Linked DNA regions of Mus musculus: region 2 is linked to region 1. The links are chromatin contacts, called in public promoter capture Hi-C maps. All regions are on one chromosome and are shown on one strand. Each heading gives the region's core, a stretch centred on a gene start, on an enhancer-like site or on the middle of the called end of the contact. The rest is flanking DNA. Distances are from core to core; before and after follow the strand shown. Region 1 holds the start of Rpl34 (ribosomal protein L34). Region 2 holds the start of Ppa2 (pyrophosphatase (inorganic) 2).

What was found. Capture Hi-C pulls out chosen DNA fragments and counts their contacts.
Region 2: a contact with region 1 is called in a promoter capture Hi-C map of liver, with 2.2 times the contacts expected there. The contact joins the promoter of Ppa2 here to the promoter of Rpl34 in region 1. A contact is called at or near these places in 1 of 39 promoter capture datasets (liver) and 1 of 9 other capture datasets (liver).

What each region holds. Positions count from the first base shown.
Region 1 is chr3:130,728,813-130,732,062 of GRCm38.p6, reverse strand. It overlaps Rpl34 (ribosomal protein L34), which reads left to right and starts at 1,665. Exons shown (of 5, transcript NM_001005859.3): 1 at 1,665-1,745; 2 at 2,761-2,834; 3 at 2,913-3,012; 4 at 3,212-3,250. The coding sequence starts at 2,770.
Region 2 is chr3:133,308,672-133,311,921 of GRCm38.p6, reverse strand. It overlaps Ppa2 (pyrophosphatase (inorganic) 2), which reads right to left and starts at 1,812. Exons shown (of 12, transcript NM_146141.2): 1 at 1,641-1,812. The coding sequence starts at 1,782.

The DNA.
Region 1 (3,250 bases), core at 416-2,915:
TATTTTTTATTCTTATTGCTACATAGAATTTCACTGAGCAGATGTATATAGATCAAGCTAGCCTCGAACTCACAGCAATCTCTGTGTAAGATAAAATCGTGGGCTATCCGTTTTTGCCCACACTATTTTTTTAAATTAATAACCGGGTTGATGTGGATTTAACTAAGGGAAGGGGAGAGGGAACATTCCTAACTGCATCTCTTATTTGAAATGAGCTGCAGATACAGCTTTTAATGTGATTTCTAAGTGTGGCTATGTTTATCTGCATCAAGATGGAGAGATTGGAAGGTTTTCAGTGTCGACTCTTTTTCCTTTTACACCATTATTCGTCAGAATCTGTAGCGCTCCATGGAGTGGAACACTTTATTAACCATGTGGTTGTTAGCGGGTAGCTGATTATATCAGGGCATTACATGTTATGCAATGAAAACATGAATGGACTGGGTGAAAACATTTAGGTCATTAATTTGATGACTTTTTTTTTCTTTTTTTTTTGCTTTTTTTTTTTTTTTTTTTTTTTTTTTTTTGCTTTTTCGAGACAGGGTTTCTCTGTGTAGCCCTGGATGTCCTGGAACTCACTCTGTAGACCAGGCTGGCTGGCCTTGAACTCAGAAATCTGCCTGCCTCTGCCTCCCAAGTGCTGGGATTAAAGGCGTGCGCCACCACTGCCCGGCTTAATTTGATGATCTTGCCTTGGCATGTCTTCATTTAAAAATGAATAAGGAAATGTATTCATTCATTTATTCAAAACTAGGTTTGTCTCTCTACACCAGCCTTTATCCAACGCCTAAAACAGAGACTGGAGAGATTCCACAGTGGGAAGAACAGAGACCGCAGGCGCATGCATACGGACAGCTATTTGAGAGAGACCCGAGGAAAGGATATAGTCAGAGCGGTTTACCTAGTTTCTTGACAAAGATGGCAGTGATAATGGGCTCTTCTTTCAAGTCCAAGGAAGGTGTTCATTACTTTTGACAACATGATGAAAAACAAGGACCCATAGTGTAAACGTTCACATAGACATTTGGAGGTCGCTGACTCCCTCTGGTCCTCCTCTTCATCTTGCAGACAAAACTTTACCATCCAGGCAAAGTCTCAAATAGTCGTTTGCACACAATCATAAATTAACCACCCTTTATAGCGTTCTTGCTCTCTGTAAGACTTGCAGGTTAAGTGCTTTAACTTTGGGAGATCTTTTGATCAGAGCGCCACAGGGGTATTTAATATCTTCCTTTTAGAGACTTGCGGACTTGCCCAAAGTGAGATAGCTAGTAATTAGCAAATGCTTGGTTAAAAGTCTGTAAAGTGTGTGCTCTGGCTGAAAAACAGAAGAGGCCGGGAAGCAGAAGGGCCCGGGCTACCTTATGTACAGGACGCCATAAAGATTTTAAACCAGGTCTAATTACCCTAGGATAAAGGCATCGTGGCCCTTGTTTTCTCTTATGGAAGTGGGGACGCCTCCTCTGTCACTCGCTTTTGCTCCCACCAGGGACCCTACACCTAACTTCTCACGTGACGTTCCTACCGGGGCTAGAAAACGCACCCGCCTACGGAAGCCGCACTACACATCCGCCGCTCAACGCGGCGCCATCCACACAGGTTCCCCGCGTCCGCTTCCGTACAACATGGCGGCGCGCTCGCTGACGCGCCGCCTTCCCTGACGTACTTCCTGTCCGGCGCCGTCACACTTGACCCCTGAACTCACCCGCCCCTTCCTTTTCCTCTTCCGGGGACGGTGCTCAGAGGTATGGTGGCCTTCTTCTGCTCTGTGTTTTTTTACCGTTTACGATCCGTAGCCATCCGAGGCGTCAGGCGGGCGGGACGCCCTTGGGGTCGGGACTGTCGCTGGGGTCGGTGGTGAGGGACGAGGAGAGGTGCGTACCGGCCGAGGCCTCGGCTCGTAGACTCGGGAAGCCCGAGATCAAACCCGGCTTCCGAAGCGGTGAGTGGCCGGAGCTGCGCGCACCCTGGCCGTCGGCTACGGCGAGCGAGAGACCGAGTCGTGGTCGTGAAGCGCAGAGCGAGCGGAGCGCGGCCTCCGGCTGCTCCCCTGGTGCTGTCTGCCATGGTGGCTAGTCAGCGAGCGGGACGCGGCGGCGGCGGCTGGCTTGGTTAGGAAGATACGAATCAAGCAGTGGCGGCTCAGGGTCCTTAGCACTGGTCCGGGTCGCGCTTGGCGTTTGGGCTCCTTTTACGTAAAGTGGGTGTTGGGAAGGTGTGGAAGACAGGTCACCTGTAGCGCTTATTAATCAACTCCAGCCATTCGTCCCAGGGCTTGAGATTTAAACGAAGTCGCCTGTGTGTGAAGCTCTCGGGTAGAATGTTTGTCTGGCACGTTGACGGTCTGGAGTCCAAAATGCAGCATCGCTGCTGCGGGCTGGAGAGTCCTTTAGTAGCTGGTCTGCTAAGGAACGAACGAAGTTGGATTTGAAACAGCACGAAACCCGGCCCTAGTAGTAAACAAGACTTCTCCAGGACGCTGTTTTGGGACAAGACCTAGATTGTCATGACGCCTTACCAGCTGCCGCCACTGGGGTAGTTCGGTGTCTTCATCCTACTGGTAGCTGTATAAATTAGGGGGGAATACTGTCTTAGAGCCCAGGAGCTCTTCATCTCTAGTTTAAATGTGGGATTCTTTAGAACCGGGCCTTTGTAAGAGCACGGTGTGAATGAGTGTGTATATGAATGTAAGATATTTTATGTGGTGACGCTTTGGCCTTTATTATGGTGAAAGGTGATTGTGTTCTCTCTAAATTGTAGGCACTCAGGATGGTCCAGCGTTTGACATACCGCCGTAGGCTTTCCTACAACACAGCCTCTAACAAAACTAGGCTGTAAGTATCTGCAAGTTTGAAATAACTTTCAAATCGCTTTCTCTAGTATGCTGAGCTACTTACAATCTCCCTTCCTAGGTCTCGAACCCCTGGCAACAGGATTGTTTACCTCTACACCAAGAAGGTTGGGAAAGCACCTAAATCTGCATGTGGCGTGTGCCCAGGCAGACTTCGAGGGGTGAGTGTCCTTTTGATAGAGTTTTAATCCCTCAGTAGGCGGACTTGATATCTCTAGTCCGAAGTAGCCAATGTGAGAAATGACCAAAATGGCTTCCCAGTAAAAGCAGACTTCCCTTTGTAACCCAGTTCCCAGTTACTAGGAAATAAATGTCTTTCTCCTTGAGCATCTTAAGGTAATCACGGTCTTTGTTCTACAGGTTCGTGCTGTGCGGCCCAAAGTCCTTATGAGACTGTCT
Region 2 (3,250 bases), core at 563-3,062, 2.6 Mb before region 1:
CAATTTACTGTTATTCCATTAATTCTGTCACCGTAGAAAGACTACTGTGTTTCTGATAGGAGACATTCATGACATATTACTGCACTTATTGAAAACCCAAGACACGTCCACCGTATTATACCCACAGGCTTTTCTGCTTGGGCTTTCTGCCATTATATAACAGCATCTCTTCTGGAAAACACTCCCAGTGGCTGTTACATTGTAACTTTGGGAATATAACCCATTCAGAAATGAGCACACATATTAAGGGCTTCCCTTCCTTCTGTTGTTTTATTTTTATGGTTGCTCTTGTTTGGAGACTGTTGTCTACCCAGGATCCGGTTGTGTACACACCCTCTTTTAAAAGACCTAAATCCATCTCGCCTCAACAAGAAACAAGACAGGGTCTCTTGTAGAGGAGCAAACAGAAACTAATTGTGAAGAAACTATTTATTATAAGATTTATTACAATGACAAGAGTTTGCCATTCGAAGTGCCCCATGTGTTCAATCCAGGAGACAGAGGGAGGTGTACTACTGTGAGTTCCAAGCTGCCCAGGGCTGCCCAGTGAGGCCCTGTCTCAAAATAATACAAAAAAAAAAAAAAAAAAAGAGTTTAAGCTAGGTTTGCTCCTTTATCACAAAATAATCTTCAACCTTCAGCTCCAGAAAAGTAACTGTAAAAATCAAAGTACAGTTATTAATGATTTCAAGTTATACTATAAGTCCGGTGACTTCTTTGAACATACATAGCCGCTTCTGCAGCCCTATCTTATAGGGGAAAAAAATTCTAATACTTAGCAAGTTAAGACACTCATCCAGCATGGGGGTCTCGGAACAAGATTTAGCTTCACCTCTTCAGGGCGGAACCTCCTAAGAGGTGTGCACAAGCCTTGACATTGCAACCGCTCCGCTACCTGGTATTAAGTAAAGGAGGCCTGAAAGCAACCCATCTACGTGGCTATTTTCACGCGATTGTTAACGAGACCTACAGAGTGAAAAGAAAAAGGAAAGTGGCCAGGAGCTTTTCTGTCTTTGGCGTCAGCCCAGGGCAGCCCAGACGGCCCTCTTTCTAGGTTTTGCTCAACGTACAGGGCAAGAAAAGGCACCACATTCTCGCCAGAACGCCGGCCAATCTCCTGCTTGTGGATGGCATTCAGGGTGCAAACTTTTAGGTTAAAAACTCAGTTGACTGTTGCTGTTTTTAAGTTAACCTTACCAAACAAAAGGTTTCGTGATGGCGTTGTGCACACAAGCCTATCCCAGCGCCTGGCTCACATTCTCCTCCCACTTCCTCCCTGCCTGTACGCCTGCGCTGACAGCAAGGTCGCGGTCGCAGGCAAACTCGCTTTCGGAGTGAAGACCCCGGTCCCCAAAGTTCTGCGGCCGTACGGAGGCGGATGGGCTTAGCAGCGCCCAGGAGGCGGCGCGGGCGAGCGGCGGGCCACGGCGCGGAGGTCAGCGGGAGGAGCTCAGCGCCGCGGGCCGGCTGCGGTCGCTGCAGAGGGCGGTTGGCCCCGCGCCACCCTGCGCACCGAGACCGGTCCCCTCCGCAGCGGGCTTGGGCGCGGGCTGCGGACCCGGCCGGGCAGAGCAAGGCAGGGCAGGGCACGGCGCCGCGGCCCCTCCGCCGGCCGGCGCGGAGCTGGGCGAACGACTTACTGAAGAACAGGCGGTAGTCCTGCGAGCGGGGATGGCCCAGCTCCTCCGTGCGGTACAGGGACATGACGCGGCGCGGAGGGCGGGCGGCGGCCCCCACGCGCCACCCTCGGCCGACGCTCAGCAGCGGCAGCAGCGCGCGCATGGCGGACGGTCTGCGAGAACCGCAGGGTCGGTGCTGGGCCCGGCGCGGCCGCTCGACGGCGCCCCCTGCCGCCCGGAGCCCGCACTGCCTCCCCGCGGTCGGCCTCAAGTGGCATCAAGTCCCACCCTCTTCTGCATTCCTGGGGCCACCTACCTCTCCACTTTGCTCCACAAGCCCTCAGAGGCCGAAGACCATCAAGACAAGGACCTTAGAAGCCCCAGGAATTCACCACCACGCACCCACTCACACACTGTCAGTGTCTGCGGTCAGACTTTGATTACATTAATGTAGCACTTGGTTGCATGCATACCTCCAGAAATTTCTAAAGGAACATCCAAGCCGGAAGGAGGGAGTGTACACACACGCGCGCGCGCGCGCACACACATACACACACACACACACACACACACACGACTATAATGTATAATGATCGAGCGTCCTTGTGAAGACATCTGACACAGATTTATCCTAAATCTGTAATTCCCTCAAACGCCACTTCCTCCATAAGGCCCTTTAATATTTAACCCAAGTACAGGTAACTTTTAACTTCTCTGCAATTGCATACTTCACAAGTATTTCTGTCTGGTCCGGTGGCCACAACTAGTTACAACAGCAGTCTTTGCAGTCTGGTCCAGTAACAACGGGAGCTGTGGTTCTAAGGAAGGAACCAACCATTGCCCTTTTCTGTAGACCAGTTGATTGGGAAGACCTCACTGGAATGGTCTTCCGGACCTCTACCAGTTTCTGCTCCAACTGTGAGCAAGGCTCACATCCTCACCTACTGGGTTCTTTCTGCATCTAAATTGTGACAGTTAAAACCCAAACTGGTTTTACCCAGGTTTCAGAAAGGATCTCTTAGAGGTGCCACTAGCCACTTAGACATTGCTTAGCCTAGTCTCTAAAAAATTTTGACATTAGTGGCTTTGTAACACGTCAACATGATTAGGCGGAGTTGCAAGCTAAGTTGTCCTATAAAAAATGGAAACATTTCCTTCCTGCGTTTATTTCATTGATTTATATGATTCTGCCTATGTTAAAAAAAGAAAGCTTAAAATTTCACCTAAACTTCAAATATTGGATATTTGAGAAAGAAATTCCTACTGAAACAAGGTTCTGGGCTGTCTAATAGTCTAGATTCTTAAAATTAGCATCAAATTCCGGGTATGTGATTTAGGAACATATTACTTTATGGCATTAAAAAGAAATGGCTTGATTTTGAACATATAAAATCTCATCTTTCATTTTCTATAATTTACTGAAATACCTGTGGATCAAAACCGAATATACAATACATGTTATGAGAACAAAGTTGGCTTACTGGTTAATTTTAAAATACAAATTTCTGAAGATATTTATTCAACAATAGTTGTCCATTTCAAATGTAGACATTTGGAACCTAACTCGCTGAATTTCCTCTGTGGACATCTGTCACTATCATGTAGCAAGTGTGGGGGTTTGAATAGGTAAG